Linked DNA regions of Mus musculus: region 1 is linked to region 2. Evidence: chromatin contacts called from public Hi-C data. All regions are on one chromosome and are shown on one strand. Each heading gives the region's core, a stretch centred on a gene start, on an enhancer-like site or on the middle of the called end of the contact. The rest is flanking DNA. Distances are from core to core; before and after follow the strand shown. Region 1 overlaps Acsl3 (acyl-CoA synthetase long-chain family member 3). Region 2 overlaps Gm39665 (a long non-coding RNA gene).

What was found. Hi-C and Micro-C count contacts between places; a contact is called where the count stands out from the background.
Region 1: a Hi-C map of liver shows a contact between it and region 2, with 4 times the contacts expected there. The contact joins two enhancer-like sites. A contact is called at or near these places in 11 of 484 Hi-C or Micro-C datasets (embryonic stem cells and liver), 3 of 115 datasets of contacts at active chromatin or transcription factors (all in embryonic stem cells) and 1 of 9 other capture datasets (liver).

What each region holds. Positions count from the first base shown.
Region 1 is chr1:78,691,415-78,696,991 of GRCm38.p6, reverse strand. Acsl3 (acyl-CoA synthetase long-chain family member 3) reads right to left here. Exons shown (of 15, transcript NM_001033606.2): 5 at 4,772-4,910; 6 at 2,646-2,796; 7 at 788-911; 8 at 492-563; 9 at 1-102. Among named protein-coding and RNA genes, the nearest start is that of Gm51635, 13 kb to the right of the region's middle. Within about 2 kb of position 3,126, at least 4 of the 459 cell types and tissues checked have an H3K27ac peak or open chromatin away from gene starts, as enhancers often do. A contact at or near this core is called in liver, where this site is marked.
Region 2 is chr1:78,563,733-78,569,931 of GRCm38.p6, reverse strand. The region is part of intron 2 of Gm39665 (a long non-coding RNA gene); the gene reads left to right. It also overlaps a transcript of Mogat1 not described here. Among named protein-coding and RNA genes, the nearest start is that of Gm39665, 22 kb to the left of the region's middle. Within about 2 kb of position 1,906, at least 44 of the 459 cell types and tissues checked have an H3K27ac peak or open chromatin away from gene starts, as enhancers often do. A contact at or near this core is called in liver, where this site is marked.

The DNA.
Region 1 (5,577 bases), core at 1,877-4,376, 130 kb before region 2:
TTCCATCTTATAATTATATGCCAAAATAAACAAGTTTCGTTGAAAAGCACTCATTTCATTCACTTTATTCATGACATTTTTGTAGATCCGATCCATGATTTCCTAGATGCATAAATGAGTTCATTAACTCTATGAGCAACCTTCATATTTAAATCACACCCATATGATTAATACTTCCAACTGTTGTCTATGTGATATAGGACAATGCATGCAGCCTGTGCCGTGGTGCATACATGGCGGCTAGAGGACAATTACATGGACTTGAGTGTCTCCTTCCACCTTTACGTGGATTCTTGGAACTAACTCAGTCCTCAGACTTGCACAGCAAGCACCTCATCCATTCAGTGACCTCACTGGCAAGATATGAATTCATTTTAAAGATATATTTTATCAGAACTAAAAATCTTAGGTAAAATCATAATTTGTTTGAAAGTGCTATTACCACCCCATGGCCTGTGGCTGACAGCACTTCCTGAATGGGCAGTTCTTACCGGAACAGCTGCCATCAGTGTTGGCTTCAGCACGGATGTGTCTCCTTTGCTTCCTTTTTTTATTTTTGAAGACTAAAGAACAGGAAAAAAATAATCTACATAAAGATCTTTAACTTAAAATCCTAATGGCATTCTTAGCTCAAAGGCATATGATATATTTACCCTTTCAGTATACTTATATTCTAGACATACAAGGCAAATGTTTATATTAAGATAATTGAAGATACAATGTAAACTGATAGAGAAAACATGTTAAAAATACATTTAGTATTTCGAGTTGCAGATATGTGATTTACCTGATCTGCTAATGTCTGTGGTGAAGAGTAGCCGATTCGGCATCCATGAGAAAGACACACAAGCTCAGCACTTAATTCTAGAACATGTGCCAGGGGCAAGTAGCCAATATACACATCTTCCTCTCTGAAAGGAAGGTGAGTAAAGCAAAGGTTAAAGTGGAAACGTCTAGTATCTTTAGAAATTTAGTTATGTCGAATGATGAATGCTTTGCCAGAGCACACAGGTGAGAGGATGTATGCATAGAGCAAACTGTGAAAGGATGTCTTCCTGAAGCAGACACAGGTGAGAAAATGTATGCATAGAGCAAACACGTGAAAGGATGTCTTCCTGAAGCAGACACAGGTGAGAGGATGTATGCATAGAGCAAACACGTGAAAGGATGTCTTCCTGAAGCAGACACAGGTGAGAGGATTTATGCATAGAGCAAACACGTGAAAGGATGTCTTCCTGAAGCAGACACAGGTGAGAGGATGTATGCATAGAGCAAACACGTGAAAGGATGTCTTCCTGAAGCAGACACAGGTGAGAGGATTTATGCATAGAGCAAACACGTGAAAGGATGTCTTCCTGAAGCAGACACAGGTGAGAGGATGTATGCATAGAGCAAACACGTGAAAGGATGTCTTCCTGAAGCAGACACAGGTGAGAGGGTGTACGCATAGAGCAAACTCGTGAAAGGATGTCTTCCTGAAGCAGACACAGGTGAGAGGATTTATGCATAGAGCAAACACGTGAAAGGATGTCTTCCTGAAGCAGACACAGGTGAGAGGATGTATGCATAGAGCAAACACGTGAAAGGATGTCTTCCTGAAGCAGACACAGGTGAGAGGATGTATGCATAGAGCAAACATGAAAGGACACTTGATGAAGGAATATAAATCTGACCCCACAGGCAGTGGGAGATGAGTTTTGGTTTGGTTTGCTCTGCCTCACTCTTCTTCCTAATGACACACACCTATTGGTTCACCTTAGATAGCAATGTTGAGCTCAACTGTGGTTAGGCTGCCTTTGAGAGAAACTCGCCTGAGAACTGCTTGTGAGGTTCCTGCGGCAGCTGGCCTCACCTCAGGCTGGCCGGTTGGTGAACCTTGCGGTTTCTCCACAATTCAACTGCAGCTGCTGGTTCGTGCCCGGTGATCTGCCTGCTGAGAGGACTGGACTGTAAGTTGCCAGTCTGGGTGTGCTGTCTGCCTGCCTAGAGGACTAGTCTGCAGCTGCTGAGTCCTATTTGGTATTTGCTGCAGGACTAAACTGCTAAGACAGAAGACTGAGCTTGCCCCAAAAGAACTTTTGCTAAACAGGACCACTTCCCCCATATCCTAATAACTTTCCTCTTCCACTGTCTCTAGTGGGTGGTGGGCTAAAGGAGAGGTTGAACCATTACTAAAAGTACATTGCAAAAAAAATTTATGCCTACAAAAGGTTATGGGAGCTCTCTGCCAGAAGTTGACTACAGCAAGCTTACATGGAGCACAGCTAAGCTAAGCATCTGAGTCCCTGCTGATAAGATAGAGATTAGAGACAGAAAGAACAACTATAGCCCAACCGAAAACCAAGGAGGCAAGCACTTTCAGAATGTGGTCTGCTGCAGAAGCAAAGTGCTAACGCACGAGTAAAGAGGAGGTGCTGGCACTCAAATGCAGACATATACATGTGGCTAGACACACATACATTCATACATACATACACACATACACACAAATAAATTTTAAAATGTTGACTTTTAAAATTAATGTTCTCTAAAATTTCTACTTTTAGACACCTGGGGAATACTTTAACCATCTACTAAAATGGCACAAATGTTTGAACTCTTAACAGCTACAAATACAGTCACTCTTGAGTTTTACAATGACATACCCCAGTCTTGGAATCCTTCTCGCCATCCCCGTTATAGAAGCAATGATGTTGCTGTGTGAGATCATGACTCCCTTTGGAATTCCTGTGGACCCACTTGTGTACATGATTACTGCAATATCTGAGGGCAGTGGTTTGCTGTGAGCTTTCTTTTCTACGTTGAAGAAAAGAAAAAGGGAAACAAAAAAGAAGAAACTCAGCTCTATCAGCAATTTTCTTCTAACACTCAAACAGCAGTCAACACATAAGGAGGCATAAACAATACTGGGACAAACAGGTTAAGTCTATAATTAGAGCCACGGAGGAAATAAAGACAGGGTCAGATAACACTGCTTAGGTGCAGCATTCTGGCAAAGGGTAAGCAAAGTAGCCACAAAAGTCCTGGGAAGCCAGTAGTTCACATAGACGTACAAAGCAGTGGACATGGTAGCAGATGTCTGCAAATGCACACTCAGGAAGCTAAAATGAGATCTTAACGTCAAGGCCAGCCTAGGACGCATGGTAAGCTCTGGTACAGTTTACACAGATCATGTTCCATTTGGTACGTTGGTTAGATAGATCGATAGATTGATCAATAGACAGACAGACAGACGGGGGGGGGGGGGGGGGGGTAAACAAGTCAGTACAAAGGCTTTAAGGTAGAAGTGTGCCTGGCATCTATAAACACTAGCACTGCGGTGGGACTGGAGTAACCCTAAGTACCAGTGGAGCAGCACCCAGCACCACAGGCAGCCGCAGAAGGCACTGAGGAGGGCTGCATCTCACCCCTGGGATCAGATGAAAGGCCCTTTTCAGCAGAGGCAGGCCAGCATCTGAAGCAAAAATGACTTTGGAGCTATATAAACTTGGCTGCTGAGTGGCTATGTAAGTTGAAAATGGAATTAAAAAAAAAAAATGAGGAGCTCCTCAGAATAAAGGGGCCTGAACCTTTATACCTGCACACTCACTAATGTGTCCCTGCTTCAGGAGATGACCTTGTTGGTTATACTCAACTCCCAGGGTTGCTCAGTGTTGCTTGTCTGTAGTCACAAGACATCTAGCCTAAAATCAACAACCAACACACTACAGGAAAGGCACAGGAGACAACCAGATGGTATCACCACCATCTGCCTGTCTACACGCATATCCCAAAGCTAATGCAATGTAAAAGGTTCTTCAAGTATGTCCCCTTCTCTCATACCAGGCCAGATGACTTCTTAACAATGAACCACATAATACATTCTTTTCTTTTCTCTTTTCTTTTTTTCTTTTCTTTTCTCTTCTTTTCTTTTTCTATAACTAGACGGTACTGGTCAACATTCTCTGAATGCCCACCAATACCTACAACTCAATATGCTAAAATATTATCATCCCTGATATTCCCGTAATGACAGCATTATCCTGTCCCTAATCAGAATCACCCAACTTCTAACTACAGAGGAAATACCATTACAACATGCCAGAGACCTGCAGTCTACATTTTCTGATGCTCATTTCTTTGACAGTTACTGCTTTGAAAGTGTCTATGCCTTGTGTCATCTGGAAGATTAAAAACTCTGCATAGGCAAGTACGAGGAGAGAGAAGTGAAAAAGAGGACTCCTGGCTTAGAAACTCTAGCTGAAGACTAACTCTAATGTGTCTATTTAAAGTGCTTAACTTTAAACTACTCAAAACTTTCAGAAAAAGTGAACAGAAAATTGAATGATGTGTAAGTACTTTAAATTTACTTCAAGTAACCACTACTGCTTTTTGGTTATTGCTGCCCTTGTTTTGCAGACAGGGTCTCATGTAGCCCAGTCTGGCTTTTGTAGCCCGGTCTGGCCTTGCACTAGCTCCCTGGTCAATGATGATCAATTCTGATCCTTCTGCCTCCACCTCCTGGTGCTGAGGTGGCAGGCATGTGCCATCATGTCCAATGTTATGCGACACTGGGGAATCAAACCCAGGCCTTAGAGCATGCTGGGCAAACACTCTGCATAATGAGTTAACATTCCCAGTCCATAATTTAAGAAGAATAAATAAGTGTTGGCATTTTCCTCAAGTCTTTCTTTAAAGGCTAGGTAAAAGTAATAAAGAAGAACCCATTTCCACAGTTACAGTCTAGAACAAGGTGAGCAGAGAGTGCACATCTGGAATGATCACAACGTACCCACGTTGGCCTTCACTCCTAGAGCCTGCACTGCAGCCATGGTGTGTACAATGACACCTTTGGGGAACTCAGACCAGGTTGGAGGCTTCCCATCAACAGTAATGATATGCCGCAGACGTGGGACCAAAGAGACTATATCCTGAAGAAACACAACAATCATGATGTTAGCCAACAGTTGAGTAACTCGGGACACATGAGCACAGTTCTCTACACACTGAGCCACCAACTGATTTCTTGCCCCGAAAGTTAAGTGGTAGGGGCTAGGGAGACAGGCCGGAGGAACGGCATGAAGAGGGGGTGGGGAATTGGACGAATATTCTATAGCACTGTGTATACAATCTTCTTTGATAAAATCCTCATCAATAAAGTTACTGCTCCACAAAATGGACATATAAACACATAATACCTGAACTACTTATAGAGAAGCCCAAAGTCCCTCATATTTTCAAGAGAATGCAAAAGAATATATCAAAGAAGGAAAGAAGTCCACCTGGGAACTTTCTAAAAAAGAAAAATAAAACAATGCCTGATAGTGATGTTTCCAGGGGAAGTTGCCCGTTTCCTATTATTTCATAAAATGTCTCCCATTTTAGTACACCTACCACCCCCATTCTTTCTTTCCCTACTTCCTCTTTTCTCTCTTCTCCTGTATGTTTGTCTCTGTCTCTCTTTCTCTCTCTCCTTCCCTCTTTCTTTCCTCCACTGCTCTCTCCCTCCTTCCCTCCGTGAGTGTCACCTGTATGTCTTTCAGAAGATCTCTCCCAACTTAGATTGAACTCCAACTTACTCTATAGCTGAGGACGACT
Region 2 (6,199 bases), core at 657-3,156:
TCTCAGATAAAGCCAAGAGTATTAAAAAACAAGCTGCCAAATGTCACCTCTAGATTGGGGCGGGACCACTCCAACTGTGTGTTGTCCTTGTTAAAAGACAAAGCTGCTACACTTGTGCCGCTTTTGCTCCCTGTACAGTGCCAATTCCCCACAACCTGAGTGCAAGAGAAAATTCACAGGCCTCTGTCATTCTGATTTCAATCAAAACATAGATCTTCAGTCATCCGGGGGTGGGGGGTGGGGGAAGAACAGTGGACAGTGTTGAGCATAACAAAGCATAAAGTAAGTTAAAAAAAGCAACAGGCAGCAGACTACCAGCAATCACTGCAGTGCCAGTCTCTAGACTGTCTTCACCACAGACCATATTTTGTTTTCTGTTTTCGTGATAGAAGTCCCCTATATAAAATGGGTATATTTGCATATAGTGTATGTTCATCTTCCTTTTAAGTCGTATATAGAGTACGTAAAGAACCCAGTACAATGTAAATGTAGTCACAGAAGAGTTTAGACCAGCTTGCTTAGAAGATAATGACAAGAAAAAGTTTGATATAAACAATGGAACTCTTTTAAGTCATAAAGAAGAAAGAAATGGGCATCTGTAGGAAAATAAATGGGATTGGAGAGAATCTTATAAACTAGCCTTATGTGTGGTTCCTTGATTTTATATCAATGAATATAGTCATGTATGTATATATGCATGAAAGAAGACAGGCAAATTATCTAGGCAACAGATGGGACTAATGGGAGGGAGAGGGGAGAGGAAAGAGAGGCAATCAGGTAGATATGGGGAAGATATATTCTACATACACTGCATACTTGCATTTTTTTAAAAGAGGAAAATGTTTGTAAATGTTATATACAGACAGATTTTAAAATTATGGTTTTTTGGGGTGGGGTTAGTCTTTGTGTATGACTCAGTATGTAACTCTGCATGTGTAGACCAGACTTACCTTACAGACTTGCTATGTAGCCCAGGTTAGCCTCAAATTCCTACCTATAATCCTCCTGACTCAGACTTCTAAGTGCTCAGATTACAGGTGTGTGCCACCAGGTCCTGCTTTTTTTCTGGGTATTTTCAAGGTAAGTTGGCTGTGTGGAAGTAGACCCTGGGGATAACATAGGGCTAGTTATACTGCCCAGAAGATACTCAGTGTTCCTGCCAAGAATCAACCCACCCAGACTTGGGGCAGCACCAACACACATCCCCTTGATTTGAGAGTTTGGGAGGTGCCCCAAAGAAAGACAATAATGTGTTTTTGACGTGGCTTGCAGTTGGCATTGGGCTCAAGAGTGGAAGCTGAGATAGCTCTGCAAAGATCTGGGGAAACATTTCGAAGGAAAGCAGGATAATGTCAATGTCACGGAAGGGTGGCGAGCTGAGACTATGGGAAAAGGAGAATACAAAGTCAAAGCCAAGGAAAGAAAGGACTTGTCTCTGCTCTGCCACTTGCCAGCTGGAGGAACTTGAAGCAGTGTCCCCTGATCTTTTGTATCTCCCTGTCACAAAAACAAGGGGGTGACCTAGATCTGCGCTTTACGAACTTGGCTGAGAGTCGCAATGACCTGGGAAGCTTTCCAAACACCGATGACTTCATTGGTCTGGAGTTCAGCTTTAAACCTGGTGATCGTTAACATTCCCCAGGTGATTGTGATATTCACAGCACATTGAGGGCCCTGAGCTAGATAATCTGTGAGCTTTTGTCCCACCCTACCAACTGCTGGCTGGCAAAGGACAGTGACCTCTCTCAGTCCTCCCCCCATTCCCCAAGCTTCTGCATCTCTAGCAAGGAGCTGACCTGGATCTATTTAGCTCCTTTCATATAATTATCATTGCATGGGATGGATAGGCTGTTTGCTTATGTAACTTTAAGGATTGAAATCCCATCCTGGGCCAGCAGTCTTTTTCCCAGCTGGAGGAGGTAACTGGATACTCCCTGCAGGGTTTCGATCTGTCTCTCAACCTCTCCAAAGCAAATGTACTTTTCCAGCCCTTTCAACTGTAGCTGTACAAAAAAGAAAGGAGACCGTAACCACCGACATTTCCTTTATAGACAAAGGCAAGCACTGAAATAGCTCTCAGCTTGCTATCCAGGTAAACTCAAGACAAATTTAGAAACCCTGTAACGTTGGACCGTCATCCCAAGGATGTGAAGAGGGGATCTGGTTTACTTCCTTTCAGTCTTTTATTCTCGATCCTTTTTTAATTCCCCAAAATATAATCCAAAGACACAGGTAGGGTTTGCAAAGGCCAAGGCTTGGCTAATGACCAAAGCCGTTAAATTCCTGCTCAATCAGATTAGCCCAGTTAAGTCCGTGGCATTAGGGCCTGGTATAACACCCTGGCCTGCTGAGACACCTCCTCCATCCTGCTGGGAAATTTTTCCTAAACCCCCAAATAGCAGCTTAATCTGTGGAGGAAACAACAAAGGAGAGGTGCTAAGTATAGCCAGTACCTTCGAGAGAACAGCATACTTTAGAATAGAATGAGAGCCACAAGAGTTATTTTAACATTTCTACTAGTGTTCTCGAGCAAGAAAAAAGAAGCACGTGAAATTAATTTGCACTAATATTTTATTTCCCCTTTATGGCATATGATCATCAATTCTTAACTAACGAGCAATTCTGTAGCTTCTACTTTTTAGCAAGTCTCCAAAATCCCATGAGTATTTTTGCAGCATCGCTCAACAGAGCTAAATGGAATTAGTACACTTCTTGTGTTCAAGAGGCCATGTGTGCTAGTGGCAAATGTTCTGAGTGACAGGAGAGCCTCTATACTTATTCAGTGCTGACAGCAGGCTAGAAGTGATGCAGAGATGAGAGCCCAATAAACCTCTCTCTCTCTTTCTCTCTCTCTCTTTCTCTCTCTCTCTCTCCTTTGCTTTCTTTGGGATAGGGTAACTAGGCAGCATACACTGATCTTGATTCTGCCTCTTTAACTTAAAGCTGTATGTTTTTAATTTTTTTTCCTTTTTTTTAAATTAGGTATTTTCTTCATTTACATTTCCAATGCTATCCCAAAAGTCCCCCATGCCCTCCCTCCCGCTCTCCTGCCCCCCCCATGTTTTTTTAAAGACAAGCTATTTACCTTGTTGAGCCTCACTCCCAGAAAACTTTTTTTAAAAGATTTGTTTATTTATTTTATGTATCTGAGTACACTGTAACTGTACAGATGGTTGTGAGCCTTCACGTGGGAATTGAATTTTTAGGACCTCCCTCTACTTGCTCCAGTCAAACCCACTCGCTCTGGTCAACTTTGCTTGCTTAGTCCCTGCTCCCTTTGGCCCAAAGATTTATTTATTAATATACATAAGTACACTGTAGCTGTCTTCGGACGCACCAGAAGAGGTCATCTGATCTCATTACGGGTGGTTGTGAGCCATCATGTGGTTGCTGGGATTTGAACTCAGGACCTTCGGAAGAACAGTCAGTGTTCTTATCTGCTGAGCCATCTCGCCAGCCCACAGAAAACTCTAAAGAATCTCCACAAAACACAACTAAGAGAAAAGAAAAATCTAACCCCTAAGTAGGCTGTGAATGACCACATTTAATTCTTGTGTCAGCACTGTACGCTCTTTTGGCAAACTTAGCACAAAATGTTGGAAAATTAAAATTGGAACTAAATGAGAAGATCTCTGGCAGAACCCTTGTCCTTGGTTCATTTCCGTTGTGATAGAAATTCTGACAAAAAGGAAATCTGGGGAGAAAGAGTTTAATTTAGCTTATGGTTCCAGGGTACAGTCTATCATTCCAGGGAAGTTAAGGCAAAACAGCTAGTCATACCCACAATCAAGAGGTGGGAGACAATGCATACATGCACACTTGTGCTTGGCTCCCTCTCTATACTAATATAGTCCAGAATCCTCTGCCTAGGGAATGGTGTTACCCACAATGGGCAGATTCTTTTTTACATGAGTTAATGAGTAAGGGAAACAGACATGACCACAGGTGGGCTTGATCTAGATAATCCCTGGTTGAAGGTGTCTCTTCCTAGGCAAATCTGAAATATAGAGAGTTAGTGATTGGCTGCAATTATAAAATCCCTGATTCTGAAAATATGTGGGTAGCACCTCTGACTCATGTCCCCAGCCAGCATCTCTTCCAAATAGCAGTTCCTGATTGTCTGTGTCAGCAATCCTTGGTCTCTCAGGCAGTCTTCAATTAGGTCGTTCTGCAGGAGTTGCCTTTGTGGCTGCAGCCCCCAGCATTTATGCAGATATGGCCACCAACATTCCTCCTACATTTCCACCCTTTTGTTTTTAGATTTAGACAGCCTAGTGGGAGCTGGGCTGGAATGCCATTGTTGATCCCACATGAGAGGATTCCCAAAATACTGGACTGTTCCTGTCTTAGGTTGCCCTATCTTCTAGGATTTTACCTGTCATGGACTACCAACTCTCAAAGAGATATCACTCCGGAGGCATGTCACACAAGGGGGAGATGAGGAACAGTCTACATGGTGGTCTCACAGATCTCTGCCATCCAGGCTTTGTTTACTTCCTTACGGGGAGCCTCAGCTGGGGTTTTTGAAAGCCATCAGCACCTAGGGGTGAGGGTGTGTAATTAAATGCAAGTGCTCACAGAGGTCATAGGTGTCAGATCCATGTGGAGCTGGGGAAACAGCTGCCTGATGCAAGTGCTGGAAATCAAACTCAGGTCCTGAGGCACATTTCCAGGACCTTGGCCAGTGATCTCAATTACTGTCATTTCCCCACCCCCAGTTTTAATTCTTTCTTTTTTTCTTTTTTTCTTTTTTCTTTTTTCTTTTTCTTTTTCTTTTTTTCTTTTCTTTTTTCTTTCTTTCTTTTTTTTTTTTTTTTTTTTTTACAGAAGGCGGTGACTTTTGCTGCTTGGTAAAAATTCATCCCCTTCTGTTCTCCGTTTCATAAAAGCCTTTGGTGTTCACTAACTTCAGTTTCATGGGTCTGCCTTCTTGGAGTGAAAGAGCATATTCTCATTGTGTTACGTCAGGTGATAGAGTGTAAGGTTACAAAGCTTTCAATATGATTCCTATAAAAATTGTAATGACACTTAAAACAAACAAACAAACAAAAAACCCTAAAATTCATACAGAGCTTCAAAATATCCCAAACATTCAGAGAAAATTTAACAAAGAAAAAAGCTGGAAATATCACCCTTTTTTTTCTTTCTTTCTTTTTTTAAAATTTCAAATACTACTACAAAGCTATGGTGATTAAAACAGCATGGAAGTATCATAAAATCAGATCATACAACAGTATAAAAAAACAGAGTGCCCAGAATAAATCCATGGAACTACAGTCAACTGGGCTGCCCCTTCTTCCCGACACTATGTATAACAAGGTTACAGGTGTTATAACACCTGGCTGAGCAACTACCATTTAAGACCAGTGCCAAGATCACATAAGGAAGGAGAGTCTTGTCAACAGTTCATGTTGGGAAAACTAGATACGCACATGCAAAAGAATGGAGAAGCAGGCATGGTGAGACAGGCCTGTATCCCAGCGAAGTCAAGCAAGGGCAAACTCCTTCAGATTGGTTTTAGCAATAGCGTTTTGGCTTTATGTTACCAAAGCACAGACAACAGCATAAGCCAACAGCACTAAACTCAAAGGCTTCAGTGTACAAGCACAACAGTAAAATGGAACAGCAACCTGAGAGGAACGGGAGAAACCATTTGCAAGCCAGTTAGCTTATAAAGGTGCTATTGCCCACATACATAAGGAACTTACATAACTTGGAAAGGAAAAAAACAAACAAACAAACAAACAAACAAATAGCCTGAGAGATAGCCTGAGGGAAAATGAAGCAAAGTGCCGCAATACATTGTGATGCAGACGGGTGATCATAGCACTCCAGGATGGGACTGTATTAGTGAGTTTTCTGCTGCTGTGATAAAACACCATGACTAAGGCACCCTATAAAGAAAGGGTTTATTTGGGCTTTGGGCTTATGGTTACAGGGGATAGGAGTCCATCTTGGCAAGGGAGTATGGCAGCAGGCAGCAGGCAGAGAAGCTGAAAGCTCACAAAAGCAGGACACATGTTGAAAGTAGGGTGAGGCTGTAAGCTTTCTTTCTTTTTTTTTTTTTTTTTTTTTTTTTGGTTTTTCAAGACAGGGTTTCTCTGTATAGCCCTGACTGTCCTGGAACTCACTTTGTAGACCAGGCTGGCCTCAAACTCAGAAATCCACCTGCCTCTGCCTCCCAAGTGCTGGGATTAAA